Regions from separate parts of the Sus scrofa genome. Here region 2 is linked to region 1. A link is a contact called in public promoter capture Hi-C data. All regions are on one chromosome and are shown on one strand. Each heading gives the region's core, a stretch centred on a gene start, on an enhancer-like site or on the middle of the called end of the contact. The rest is flanking DNA. Distances are from core to core; before and after follow the strand shown.

What was found. Promoter capture Hi-C pulls out the DNA fragments that hold promoters and counts their contacts.
Region 2: a promoter capture Hi-C map of liver shows a contact between it and region 1, with 3 times the contacts expected there. The contact joins the promoter of HEATR6 here to the promoter of DDX52 in region 1. A contact is called at or near these places in 1 of 5 promoter capture datasets (liver) and 1 of 2 datasets of contacts at active chromatin or transcription factors (alveolar macrophages).

The regions. Positions count from the first base shown.
Region 1 is chr12:39,091,065-39,098,594 of Sscrofa11.1, forward strand. DDX52 (probable ATP-dependent RNA helicase DDX52) reads right to left here and starts at 4,494. Exons shown (of 15, transcript XM_013989946.2): 1 at 4,280-4,494; 2 at 2,895-3,093. The coding sequence starts at 4,366.
Region 2 is chr12:39,344,476-39,352,035 of Sscrofa11.1, forward strand. It overlaps HEATR6 (HEAT repeat-containing protein 6), which reads right to left and starts at 3,206. Exons shown (of 22, transcript XM_021067375.1): 1 at 3,188-3,206; 2 at 2,456-2,679. The coding sequence starts at 2,674. It overlaps LOC110256045 (protein Wfdc21-like), which reads right to left. Exons shown (of 3, transcript XM_021067397.1): 3 at 6,554-6,752. The coding sequence ends at 6,719.

The sequences.
Region 1 (7,530 bases), core at 3,244-5,743:
TCAAGGTTATCTCCATCACTTTCCATAATTTCCTTGTGATTCCTTATAATGCGTCACTCCATCCATAGGCAACAATCTGTTTTCTGTCATTGTACATTACTTAGCCCCCCCACCCCAAGCTTTATATAAATGGAATCATATACTATGTACTAAACTTAGACTGGTTTCTTTCACTCAGGATAGCCATCTGTTGGTAATTTTAAACTTTTAATTTATAGATACTATTTCATTGTATGGATATACAATTTGTTTATCTTTCACCCACTGCAGGACATTTGGGTCATTTCCAAATTTCGGCGAGTACAAATAAAGCTGCTATGAACACTTGTGTACAAGTCTTTGTGAGGACATAAGTTTTCCTTTCCTTTACATGGTAAATGCATATTTAATTAAAAAAAATACTTTTCGGAGTTCCCGTCGTGGCGCAGTGGTTAACGAATCAGCTTATTTTTAAAAAATTCTGCCACATTTTCATACCCAGCAGTGATGCTGAATCCTTAACCTGCTGTGCCACCAGGGAACTCCCTCAAAGATTTCAATATAACAAAATGAAACTATAAATATGAAAATGTGGCAGAATTTTTTAAAAATAAGCTTAATGCTTAGAGACAAAACCAAAAAACCCCATGAAAGGTGAATTTGACATATGTGAAATGTTTATGAAATGGAAAAAAAAAGATAAAGAAGATAACTGACATGTGACAAACTAGAAAGCATATCTGTAAACATAATGTGTTAGAATACAGCTAATTTCCGTAATACATATAAAGCCTGATAAACCAAGAAAAAAATGAGGAGTTCCTGCTATAGTACAGTGGGTTAATGATTTGGCTTGTCTCTGTGGAGGTGCTGGTTCAACTGCCAGTATAATCCCCAGCCTGGCACAGGGGGTTAAAAATTTGGCATTGCTGCAGCATAGGCTGTGGTTCTGGCCTAGGAACTTCCATATGCTGCAAGTGTGGCCAGGGAGGTGGAGGTGGGGGTAGAAAGAGAGTAACAATGAAACAGGAAACAGGTGCAAAATACATGAGGAGGCAAATTTATAGAAAAAGAAAGCTCTCCAAACATTGCTGGTAGGCATCACAAATTAGAGTAATTTTTCTCTTTTTGGCCACATCCATGGCATATGAAAGTTCCCAGGCCAGGGATCAAATCCCAGCTGCAGGTGTGACCTATGGCACAGATGCAACAATGCCAGATCCTTAACCCACTGCACTAGGCTGGGGATCAAACCTGAGCTGCCGCAGAGACAATGGCTGGATCCTTAACCAACTATGCAACAGTGGGAACTCCTGGAGTGACTTTTTAAAAAAGTAAAATTATGCCTCCATTTATGAGACAGTTGGCATTACCAGGCCCAAATCATTACTAATCCACAAGAATTTGAATTTTCCAATAAAAACTATGTATGTCTATATACATTTGTTGCTAAATGTTTGTTTCTGGCTGTCCAATATCTGAATAAGATCTGCTGAATAAGATATGCCTAAGCTGCTGTTAGGTCTTTTTTTTTTTTTTTTGTCTTTTTAGGGCTGTGCCTGCGGCATATGGAGGTTCCCAGGCTAGGGGTCTAATCGGAACTGTAACTGCCGGCCTATGCCAGAGCCACAGCAATGCCAGATCCGAGCCACATGGTTCCTAGTCGGATTCATTTCTGCTGCGCCACGACTGGAACTCTGGATCTTTTTTTTTTTTTTTTTTTTTTGTCTTTTTAGGGCTGCACCCTTGGCGTATAAGGGTTCCCAGGCTATGGGTCCAATCGGAGCTGCAGCCGCTGGCCTACGACAGAGCCACAGCCAATGCAGGATCCAAGCCGCATCTGCAACCTACACCACAACTCATGGCAACGCTGGATCCTTAACCAACTGAGCAAGGCCAGGGATCAAACCTTCGTCCTCAAGAATGCTAGCTGGTGGAGTTCCCACTGTGGCACAGTGGTTAACGAATCCGACTAGGAACCATGAGGTTGGGGGTTCAGTCCTCTGCCCTTGCTCAGTGGGTTAACGATCCGGCGTTGCCGTGAGCTGTGGTGTAGGTTGCAGACGCGGCTCGGATCCCACGTTGCTGTGGCTCTGGCGTAGGCCGGCAGCTACAGCTCCGATTCAACCTGGGAACCTCCATATGCCGCGGGAGCGGCCCAAGAAATAGCAACAACAACAACAACAAAAGACAAAAAAAAAAAAGAATGCTAGCTGGGTTCATGAACTGCTGAGCCACGACAGGAACTCCAGGTCTTTTTTTTTTCACTCGTCTTGGTGGAAGGTTTTTATTAAACTACCTTGCAGCCAGGAAAGCAAAATGACTTTTACTACAACACCTTAACAGCCAAAATGTGGGAAAAAGTCAATGTTCATAACACAGGAACTTGTCAAATCAATTATGGAATACCCCTACAATACATAATGGGATACGCTGCTACAACTCAATGAACAAAGCATTGGACTTCCTATTGATACAATGTTTCTGGTAGACAATTCACAAATATCCAAATTTTAAATAAGTCTATTTGTTAAACTATGAAATTCTACTTCTAAATTTATCAGATATACCCACACATACCCAGCATGGGCATGGCTGTAGGAAGTCATTTTGCAGTTATCTGTTCAAAGAAAGAGGTATGCATACTCTTTACCCTTGAGTTCACTTTGGGGATGTTAATTACAAAAAATAAGTAAGTAAATAAATAAAATAATATTAATAATAATTGTACAAAAAGATATATGTACAAGTATCTTTATTGTATCTTTACCTTATCTGCAATCACAAGTACCTAGAAACATCCTGAATGCCATCAACTGACAAATGGCTGAATACTGTCTGATATGTAACCATAAGCTTGTATTATTTTTGTGACTGAAAAAACTAAAGAGAAAAAACACAAATCAGGCACTGACCTGAAGTCATCTTCTTCCTCTTTCTCTTGTTCTGCTCCCTCTTCCTTTCAGGGAGGCTCTCCTCTCTTTTCTCTTCATCTTGTAGCTCCTGACGCGTTCCTGATGCTCCACACTCACCTGGGACAGACTTCTTACTTCCAAAAAAGTCCAGTCCTTGCAGTGCCTCCGAGGAATCAAAGTCATATTTCCTTTTTCCTATCTAAAACCCCAAAAATGTGTAAATGAAATCTATGGACTGACTGGCATTTCACCCTGGCAGTACTGGCAAGTAAGGATATGGGTAAAATCACTCATCTTTTTTATTTCTCACCAAATATTTCTTGAGCTGACAAGTGTATCTGGGCAAATGGAATCCAAAATGTTACCTTTTCTGAACTTTTAACAGTAATAATAATAATGAAAATAGCCACCGAGACTTATAAACACTTATCAGCATAACACTGCAATCAGGCAGACTTCTAAGCATGTTTAGACATATTAAATTACTTGATCCTTCAACAGTCCTAACGAGGTAAACAAAAATATCACAGATGAGAAAAACGGAGACATTAAGAGGTTAAGTAACTTGACCAAGGTCTCAAAACTAGTAACCGGCAGACCTAGGATTTGAACCCGTTTCATATGGTTCCAGAGTTCAAACTCTTAACAATAACACTATACCATCAGTCAGAGTAAGAAGAAACACACATATTGCCCACACACAAATATGTCCCTAGTCCCAACACCAAGGTTGACACATTCAAGATTTTTCACGAAAGGGGCCCCAACTACTCCCGATTTACCACTCACTATTTTCCTATGTTAAGATCTCCCATTTCTTTTTTGGTCGCGCCTACAGGCAGGTTCCCGGGCCAGGGATCGAACCTGTGCAACAGCAGCAAACCAAGCGGCTGCAAGACAACACCAGCCGCGCCACAAGGGAACCACAGAACTCCTTTTTCTAAAACGCTCTTCTCATTGGTTCCTTAACACGTCGCGAAGTTGCGGGAATAAAACGCCCACCTAAAGCGGTACACGTGCGAACACAAACCCGGAGAGACTACAGTGAATGAATGTTCTCTCCGTTTTGGACTGTTTCTGTTTTTCAAATTCCTTTACCCTAGTTTCGGATAAAAGATTACTTTTTAAAGAAAAAATTCGAACTTTGAATAAACTCAATAGGGCGGCCAGGGATAAACGTGTCCGTGCTGGACCCAACTAAGTCTACAGAAGGATGGGTAGAGTTCATTCAGAAGGCTTGCAGTAAGCTGAACGCCAAAGAAGAGAAAATAACCCTACAGCCACGCCACAGGGTTTCCGACTGCCGGCTCCCCCAGCAGCTAGTTCCTTCTCCGGCCCCTGCCCCTTCTCAGTTACTCGGGTTCCTGACGCCCTGCACACAGTACCTGGAACCGTGCTGCGTCCGCCGAGAAGCGTCTCACGTCGAACTTGGCCCCGGCGCCCAGCCGGCGAAACAGATCGTGGGCATCCATCTTTACCCAGAAAGCTTTGCGGTCCCAAGGCGCCTGCGCAGAAGACTTCCTCTCCCAGAAGGTCTAGGTCTAGACCGTGGGCGGAAGTGCCTGGGCGGGGCGGAGCCTGGTGGCTGTGAGAGATCCTTTGTTATTCATTTGTTCTAAAAAAATATTTATGAAAATCGTCTTAATGCTGGTCCCTGTTCTACACCTAAAGGAATAGTTTGGTAAACAACACGTCGGGAATCTCACCTCGGAAAACTTCCATTTTAGTGAGGATATAAGGTATTAATAAGTCGAATAATTTCTTTAAGAGCAAAGTGCTGTGACACAGAACAGTGTAATTAATAGAGAAAGGAAAGAAGAGCTACTTTTAGGTAGGTGAGTCAGGTTCACTCTGATGAAGTGATATTTAATCTAAGAGGAGGCAGATAAACATATGCCTGAAGAAGGAAAAAGGTTTGGAACCTTGAGGAAATAGAAAGGCAACCAGGGTGACTGGAGCCAGGTTACCGTGAGGAAGCGTGGCACAGATAAGGTTGGAGGGACAAATGAAAACTAATCCTAGAGACTCATAACAAGGTCATGGAAAGGAATATGGATTTTAATATAAGCACGCTAGTGCAGCATGATCATCACGTTTCATATTCATTTTCTTCATTGTGTTTGTACCAAACAAAATTTATATGTGCATTGCCTCCCCTTTCTAGAATGAAGTCCAGGACCACAGAGATCTAATTTGCTTCACCACTGTATCTCCAATTTCTGTGTGCTCTCAATAAAGTTTGATGAACGAGTGACTGCTTCATAAAAGATTACTCTGGCTGTTTTAGAGAATGGACCACAGAAGGGATAAGAGTGGAAACAGAGAGGTCAGTTAAAGTAGCAGTGATGATGGTGGCTTGGATTAGGGTGGTATCCATGCTTTGGCGTTAAATGGATAGATTGGCATATATTTTGGAGGTAGATCTAAATGCACCTGATGACTTTCATATGGCTGGAATCGCTCCTGGGTTTTTGATTTCAAAGCTGGGGTAGATGGCATGCCATTTACTATGCTAGGAAAGACTGAGGGAAGAACAGCTTTTTGTGTGTGTGTGGATGAGGCATGGAGAAGTGGAATCACTTGGCATGGTTCAGACATGTTAAGATACCTCATTGACTTTATGTAGAGATGTCCAGGTAGATGGCTGATTTCACAAGTCTGAAGCTCAGGGGAAAAGGTCAGGGCTAGAAAAATAAATTTGGGAGTCATCAGCCTATAAATGGTACAATGGAATCATGTCAGGCCAGCATTTAGTTTGTTAAAATTGAGTTATACATATTCAACCAAAGAGTGTGAGAAATACTTTAAATTGTGTGATTCCTTTACACTCAAGGAAAGCAAACGTGGAGTGAAGATGAGATGAAGGATGTGAATCTGCTGCGCTCTCAGATGGATTCATTCAGTCCCTATTTCCCTCTTATAGTGGGAACATTTTAAAGATGTATCTTTAAAAATAAGTATTTTTCTTAAAACACGCCCCCTCTGTGAAAGCCCCAAGTACTTCATCTTTTGGTCAATAAAAACAATTTATCTCAACATGGGAGGAAAACAAATTGAGTATTTTAGGAAATAGAGTGTTGGTCTTCCATTCGGCCCATAAATATGGCCACAATCATATATAAAAATCAGTATCTGTGAAACCACACATACTGTACTTTATGGGTGACTTAGGAATTTCCAAGAATAATTCTACCTCCTGAGTTGTTTTTTTTTTTTTTTTTAAATGAGCTGACTTTGGAATCCAGTCCCTATGTAAGTGGTGACAAACCCACATCAAAAAGCATGAACTTAAATGTGATCACTTAGATTGTGTGAATTGGCAAGTGAAGGGGACCCAGAACTGACTTTTGGAGTACCCCAGCATTTAGGGATGAGGTAGAGAAGAACATACCTCCAAAACAAAAGTTTGAGGAGAAGAAACTGGTGAGGTAGGAAGGTAAAGGAATATGGTGTCATGGCAGCCAGATGAAAGTGTCAGGAAGGAAGTCCTGATCAGTTGTGTCAAAGGCTGTTGAGAGGCTGAGGACAAAGAACAGAGATCACAGCATTTGGCAACGTGGAGGTCACTAGTGACCTGATACTATCAGTTTCAGGGCATGGTGAATGGAGATGATCGAGTGGTATATGTGGAGAAATGGAGACTGTGATGAAGCCACCTCTTTCCAAAAGGTGCAGTACTGCTGGACATTGAAGACCCGTTTGAGTTAAAGACAATGAATTAAAAGAGAGACTAAGCAGCATGATTCAGCTGCTTGGATAAGGTTGTGAAGAAGTTGTATTGTTGGATTTAGCCAGGGTTAAAGTGTTTTCAGTAAATATGATAGACCCAAGAGGAAGGGGAAATCCCTAGGAATAGCTTTATTTATTAAAAATAATACTCTGGGGAGTTCTCTGGTGGTCTAGTAGTTCACCAGTGTGGCTCAGGTTCAGTCTCTGGTCTGGGAACCGAGATCCCACATCAAACCACTACATGCCACAGCCAACAAGAAAAACAACAAAAAACCAACAAGATGGAGTTCCCGTCATGGTGCAGTGGTTAACGAATCCGACTAGGAACCATGAGGTTGCGGGTTCAGTCCCTGCCCTTGCTCAGTGGGTTAATGGTCCAGCGTTGCCGTGAGCTGTGGTGTAGGTTGCAGACACGGCTCGGATCTCACATTGCTGTGGCTCTGGCATTGGCCGGTAGCCACAGCTCCGATTCAACCCCTGGCCTGGGAACCTCCATATGCCGTGGGAGCGGCCCAAGAAATAGCAACAACAACAACAACAACAACAAAAAAAAGACAAAGAAAAAAAAAAAAACCAACAAGAAAAGCCCAACGCCTGGGATTATATTAATCCAACCAACTTGCTTCCCAGCTTTCAGAGGAAAGAATTGTATTGCATGTTAAATATGTGCTGTATATTTCACTTTTATAAGCATATAATTGGAGTTAAACAAGTCTGATTTTTTTTTTTAATATTACGGCCCTAACTGCTGTACATGGAAGTTCCCCAGGCCAGAGACTGAATCTGCATCATGGCTGTGGCAACAAGGATCTTTTAACCCACTGTGCCGGGCTGGGGATCAAACCCACACCTCTGAAGCAACCCAAGCCACTACAGTCAGATTCTTAACCCACTGCATCACAGCAAG
Region 2 (7,560 bases), core at 1,956-4,455, 250 kb after region 1:
AAGACCCCAGAGTTTCCACACAGGTAGAGACAGTACAATTAAATAACCAAAGAAAGGATTCCAGAGCATAAAAGCACACACTGAATTGAAAAACACTAAAGAGAAAGCAAACTAAATTTGCAGTGCCGTCGCGAAAATCAGAAATGACACTTGTATGAATTTAATGAAAAATTATAAACTGTTTATTTAAAAAAATAACCTATTTGCAAATCACACTATTTATTCATCTATTGATGTTTATTGAATTAAAAGGCTCTGAGCACCTGCTCTGTACCAGGTAGCAGGCTGGGTCTTTGGGCTCCAAAAGTGAACAAACATACTTCTGAACTTCAAAAAGGCACAATCCATGAAGGAGACAGAAATACTGCTCACAATTATAGTGAATTTCTTGCTGAAAGAATTAAGCAAGAAACTCTGTGGGGAAACAGTAATTAGGGAGGTGAGGTGATTTTTAAGCAGAATCTGGGTGTGAAGGATGAAAACTCTGCCAGACAGGCAAGGCACTGAAAGACACGGTGAAGGGAATGGAGTCGGCAGACCTGAACACCCACATGTTTTACCGGTGAAACACCTGAGGAACAGCAAGTTTTAAATGATGGCACATGGGGCACAAAAGCAGGAATGACAAGACAGAAGACTGGAAAGGCACGCATTGTACAAATAAAGCAAAAGTCCCGACTCTTCCCTAATTCCACACTACTCCTAGTGACACATGCTATTATTCCACTGTAAACTTTTCCGCAGGTGGTTTTGAACTCTTTGTATTATCTATAAAGGTACCTATGATGTCAAGCCCTTCCCACCCTATTATTTCACACTGTAACTTGCTTTGACCATTTACAAGAATGTATTGAAGATCTTTCCAAATCAGAGATTTACTTTTCTAATTGATTTTTTTTTTCCCCCACTAAGGAAAAGATCACTCTAGCAGGAGAACAAAGAATGGTTTGGGGATAAGTTAAAGGAGACCCAGTGGAACAGTCCAGAAGATTCATCCTGCCAATGCATTGGCCGTGGGAATAGAAACGAGGGGATGGACTGAGAAATATTTCTGAGACTAAGACAGTTTCTTTTTTTTTTTTTTTTTTTTTTTTAGGGCCACACCCACGGCATATGGAGCTTCCCAGGCTAGGGGTCAAATAGGAGCTGTAGCTGCCAGCCTACACCACAGCCACAGCAACGCTGGATCTGAGCCGCGTCTGCAACCTACACCACAGCTCAGGGCAATGCAGGATCCCTAACCCGCTGAGAAGGGCAGGGATGGAACCTGCATTCTCATGGATACAGTCAGATTCGTTTCCGCTGAGCCACGACAGAAACTCCCTGAGACAGATTCTGAAGAATCTAGATTAGACAGGATCTAGAAGGAATGAAATCAAAATGCTTTTTGTGGGAGTTCCCGTCGTGGCACAGTGGTTAACGAATCCGACTAGGAACCATGAGGTTGCGGGTTCGTCCCTGCCCTTGCTCAGTGGGTTAACGATCCGCGTTGCCATGAGCTGCGTGTAGGTGCAGACGCGGCTCGGATCCCGCGTTCTGTGGCTCTGGCGTAGGCTGGTGGCTACAGCTCCGATTCAACCCCTGCCTGGGAACCTCCATATGCCGCGGGAGCGGCCCAAGAAATAGCAACAAAAAAGACAAAAAAAAAAAATGCTTTTGTCAGGCTAAAGAAGAAAGGGAAGAACCAATGTCTGTCCTTTGCGGCTAGGCAGACAATGTGTGTGTGTTGGGGAGGGGCGGGGGGGGGCGGGGCGGATGGGGGATGCAGGGTGTGTATGAAGATAATGAACTAATTTTAAGAAATGTGAGGTTTAAGGTGCCTCTGGGCACCAGATAACAGTGGTGTGACTGGGTCAGTAAGGAGTATGCAAAGTCTGATGTGAGTGAATATTAAAGTACTTTCAAAGAGGAGGCAAAGAGGGTGGAGCTAGCATGGAGAAACAGAAAACGGCTGGGACTTTGGGAGACTTAGTTCCAGTTCTAGCCCTGCCTTTTGCCAGCAATATGAATGACACTGAACCTTTGTTAGCCTCAGTTATGTTTATCAGTAAAACAGAACTAGTAATACACACTAAAATCCCTGCAACCCTGCACGGTACAACAGAGTATGTGGCCCGTGTACCACGTACTCAAGAACTGGTAATAGCAAATTTTATACACAAAGTGTTCTGAACAAGGGGAATGAAGCCGGGAAGGGAACGGGAAGGTAGCACCAGGGATGACACCTCTGATGTTATCAGAACAGAAGTCACCGAGTTGGCTTTTGAGATATGCACGTTTGCCAGGCGCTGCAGTGTCTTTCAGAAAGAGGAGGGCAAAGAATGTATCGCGGTCGGAGGGAAAAAAGAGCCTGGAACTAAGCACTGCAAAGGGAGGATGGGAAAAGGCCAGAAAGGCAGGGCGAGAGCCCTTAGCTAAGGTTCCTGAAGGATGGGGTCGGGGCCCGCGGGCCTACCTCCGGGGCCACGCCGCTGCCTTCGCTGTAGTTCTCGGAAATGAGCTGGTCGAAAAGCAGGTGTATCTCGGTGCGGCCGGAGCTGCTGTCATCCGGGCGCAGGGCGCAGAGCCTGGAGGACAAGCGGCGGAACCCACTACCTTGCTCGAGGGGTGGTTCCCGAGGCGTCTCTCGCGGCGGTCCGCCCAACAGAGAACCCGCGACCTGCACCGCCGCCATCTTTCCTACGTAAGACAACAGGGAACTACTTCCGGGGCATCCCTCGTCTCCGCGCGCTAGTTCCGGAAATGCCTCCTTCAGACCCGAATCCGATGTGGGAGGGGTTTTGAGACTACTGGACCTATCCTCGGTCTAGTACGCAGCAGATACATATTATGTGTGAGATTTTTTCGCCCGCACCTTTCCTTGACCCGTGACTGAAAACTGGGGACTCTCTTTGTCCTCCCAGAGAGTTTGTTACTGGGCAGGGCTGAAATTCATGTTTAGAACTAAACGTTTCAGAACGGGGCTGGGGTTGAAAGTGGCAAACGCTGCTAGTTCGCCATCCTTTTCCTCTTCTCACATGGTATTAGAACCCCTAATTTTTTTCTCCCAGGCACAAAACCACCCTGAAATAATAGCTGCGTTCCCCGGGATTCTTTGTGGCTGGACGTAAATCCTGTGGGTTGTGAAGCCCCTCTCCACATGCAATAATATGGGAGTTCAAATTGAACCTTGTGAAACACAACGTACCTGAAGGTGACCTGGTTGAGATTGGACACCCCAAGATTTACTGAAACCTGAAAAGCAAAAAGCTGGAAAAGAAAATAGCCATTTAAAAAGGTTGAACAGTTTTCAGTCACCCACGAGGTGAAGGCTTGAAGTTTATATTCTGGCCGACTGGGAAAACCATCTCTACGGCCGTCCTTTAAATTATGTAAATATAAAGCAAATTCTCACCCATGACTCTTAGGGAAACCCTTGAAGTCACCTAAATGTACATGTTTTATCCTGAGAATAAAACACTTCTGTTTAGCAATGAAAAGTGAGGGTATGCTTTGGGAGAGCTAGCTCTCTGAAGTCTTTGAGATTCAGAAAGAATTTTTCCCAAAGTATTTCAGGGAGAAATACTTTACAGTTTAATTTAGATTTCATTATGCTTGTATATTGTTTTGTCTTAGGATTCATGTATACATATGTGTGTGTATTTGTGATATTCAAACATTTGCTCAGAGAAAATCGGGAGCTGAGAACTAGTCGCTGCTGTTTTAGTTTGAATGGTAAGTCAGAGCCACAGGTTAGGTTCATAGGTGAGGGAGTTACTCAGGAAAAAAAGGAGAATCAATACAAATATGTGCTATGAAGTTGGCCTTTGCAAGGGGTGAGTGATTGCTCAATCCTCAGGACTTTCTGAGAGACCTTATGGAATGCTCTTGGGACCCTATCCTGAGGAATGGAAGGGGAAAGCATATACTTGCCAGCCTTTGACCTCTATTTTCAAGTGTTGCCCCCCCCCAACATTAATTCTTCAGTGCTTCTTCTTCTTCTTCTTCTTTTTTTTTTTTTTTTTGTCTATTTTCGTCTTTTCTAGGACTGCACCCACAGCACATGGAGGTTCCCAGACTAGGGGTCTAATCAGAGCTATAACCACTGGCCTATGCCAGAGCCACAACGATGCAGAATCCGAGCCACGTCTGCGACCTACACCACAGTTCATAGCAATGCCAGATCCTTAACCCACTGAGCAAGGCCAGGAATCAAACCTGCAACCTCATGGTTCCTAGTCAGATTCGTTACCACTGCACCATGACGGGACTCCTTCAGTGCTTCTGAATTGAGTGTGCATGGGTGTGTGGTAGTTCCTGTAGGAGCCTCTTGTTGCATAGACAGAGAAGTCCTGAGGCAAAAGTGAGAGGTGTGGGCTACTAGGGTTCGAGTATGAGGCAAGGCTCTGACAAGTTTGGTCTGCTGAGTTAGTAGATGCAGAAGATATACTGGTTGCTATGGCAACGATTAGGGTAAGCTTGTAAGGCCAAGAATATTTGAAGCATTGTGTAGTAGATATCCAACACATTGGGCTAGAAGGCTGTGAGGCCTGGCCATCGCCACATGAAGGTGGTGTGAAAGAAACTGTGGAAGGGACCTGGGTTTGGTGTGGCTCATTTTAGTCTGAAATGTGGATGACTCACACTTAGTGTTATTCCAGACTGAAGAGTTCAGGTATTGTAAACTATACCATTTGTTGAGTTCTGATGTATCCTTGTGGATGGCAGTGTGATTTTTCCAAGGAAATGAACATTCTTTAAAGTTCTCCCTATTGGCTTATATTTAAACAGTAACCTCCAAACTGTGGAAACTCACAGCTCGGCAAAAGCTCTCCCAAGAAATTCTCCTCACACATCCTTCCCTTGCCCCATTCTCAATATTTTTATAATATAGCCATGACTGAGGTGCTTTAAAGGATGCTAAGTAATTTCGCAGTCACTTCCTTTTATAAATTCTGCATAAGGTGATCTGGAGTCTTACTCTGGAATTTCACTTCTTTCATGTTTTGGAACCCTGTCAAGACTTCATTTTTGTCACCTCACTGGGGTCTGGATCATCCTAACTAAAGCAGTCTTTACTGCCCCCCTTCCTTTTAATTCACATTCTTATTTATTTCCTTTAGAACATTGACCATAATGTATCATTATCTCCATTACTCATTTACTTGTTTATTATTTATTTCTTCTTTGTGAGCTTTGTGAAGGCACAAATGCCATCTGTCTGGTTTGTTATTATGTCCCCAGTGCTAACACAGTGCCTGGGATGTGACAGGCAACCCACAATACCTGTGGACAGAATGAATGAATTCATGCTTGTGTATTCAGAGCCCTGCATTTGCCATCTGTTGGTTGATGTGAAAAGCAAATGGTATGTTCATGAAAATGTTCTGTAAACTGTAAATTTCTATAAACCTTAGGATCCAAATGAGGTAGGTAGCTATTATCATTCCCCCTCTTTTACAGGTAAGGACAGTTTAAATGGTTGAAGAAGTTTAAACAGTTGAAATAATTTGTCGAAGGCAGTAAATTAGTCAACATCAGATTACAACCTGGGCCAGCTGAATCTTAAGACTGTGATTGTGAAAAAGCTGGACAAGAATTGCAGCTCTCTTTTAACTTCCCACATCTCTCAATGGTGAAAACCAGGAAAGAGGTGCTGGATTTTAGTATCCAAATGAACTATGAGAGGCTAGGAAGGAGGATTAGCCTTGGGTTCAGTTCTGGAGTCTTAGACTATTAGGACTTAGGGTCATCAGTCCATCAATTTGGTAATAATAATAACAATTTAGTTATCATTTATTGAATGCTTCCTATGTAACACTATTCCAAGCACTTTATATGAACTAACCTCTTTCATATGGGCAACTCTATGAAGTATATACTGTTATGTAGATGAGGAAACTAAGCACAGAAAGGTTAGGACCTCACTGAAAATCATACAGTTGTATAGTGGGCCTGGATGCAAATTTCAAAGTTGGATTCCCCTAACCCACTATGCTATAATGTATAGGCCCTAGAGTTTGACATGGAATTATACTGTGAGCCACACAGGAAGTCCTTGACATGGAATTATAGTTAAGGCTCTGACACTTATTTGCTGTATGACTTTGAGAAAATTACTCACGTTCTCTAAACCTTGGTGTCCTTGTATATAAAATGGCCATGATAATAAGCATAGTTACAAAGTTATTATGAAGATAAATTAGATGATTCTTTTTTTTTGTCTTTTTGCCTTTTCTAGGGCCACTCCCATGGCATATGGAGGTTCCCAGGCCTCCATAGGCACAGCAATGCTAGATCTGAGCTGCGTCTGCAACCTACACCACAGCTCACGGCAACACCGGATCCTTAACCCACTGAGCGAGGCCAAGGATTGAACCCGCAACCTCATGGTTCCTAGTCGGACTCATTGACCACTGTGCCACAACAGGAACTCCCAAATTAGATGATTCTTATGGGGCATATAACACAGTCCTTGTTGCATAGCAAGTGATCAACAAATGTCATTTATCCCCCAACTTCTCCTCTTCCTCCTCCTTATCCCCTCCGCACCAATTAAATCGAGTAGCATGGATACTTTCAGTGATGCTGATTTATTAAAAGGAACAATTATTTTCCTTCCTCATCACATCCCCTGTCTTCTCCAGACACGGGCCCCATTTTCATCTGTTTTCCTGGGAAGGAGCTTCAAATCATCACATCTTTGAAGATAGGAACTCCAGGAAAGGATGAGCAATGATTACAGAAGGATGGTCTTTAGGATAAATCTTCCTCTGAGAAATGGACAGAAAAAATTATGCATGAGACCTGTTGTTTGGGGGATCTCCATCCACAGAATACAACTGAGAGGCAAGAGTTCCCATTTCTGGGAATCAATAAGAACCTGCCTGGAGCCAGCAAGGCCACAAGTACCCTAAAGACAGAGGATAGGACAAGTAATACATTTGGAACACAAATGGCTTATTTTAAAAGTATGTGTTGGTTCTGTGGTGTTTGATACAACTTGATTTATAATCAAAACTGAATCCTGGTAGCATTTTATTATGCATTTTTTTCAATCAATGGCTACTGAACATAAAGCAACTATCATGTGAGGCCCCTGAAATCTTGTTAACTAAAAGGGATTCTTATAGTTTCATATGGCAATGTGCATCCAAGGCTTAAAATAAGCATATTCCTTGGTCATCAATTATATGCCTTAGAATTTATTCCAAGGAAATTAATAAGGGCATGTACAGCCATACTGATAATATAAAAAAGAAACTTATTAATGTGTATTAATGGAGGTTGCTAAGTATATGACCATGCATGGCAGATGTACATATGAAGCACACAGGAAGATTATTAAAGATGATGATATACAAGATTATTAAAGATGATGATATAGAAGCATTAGTGTTGATGTTAAAAGTTGTTCACTAGCTATTTCTAAGTGAAGTAATCAAGAAATCAAAATAAGTGCAGGATCATCTCATTTTTATGTAAATACCCTGTGTGTGTGTTTACAATATGCACCAAAGTGTTAAGCAAATACCATTTGGGGATGGGGGATTATGGGGAATTTTTCTTTTTTTCTGCTCA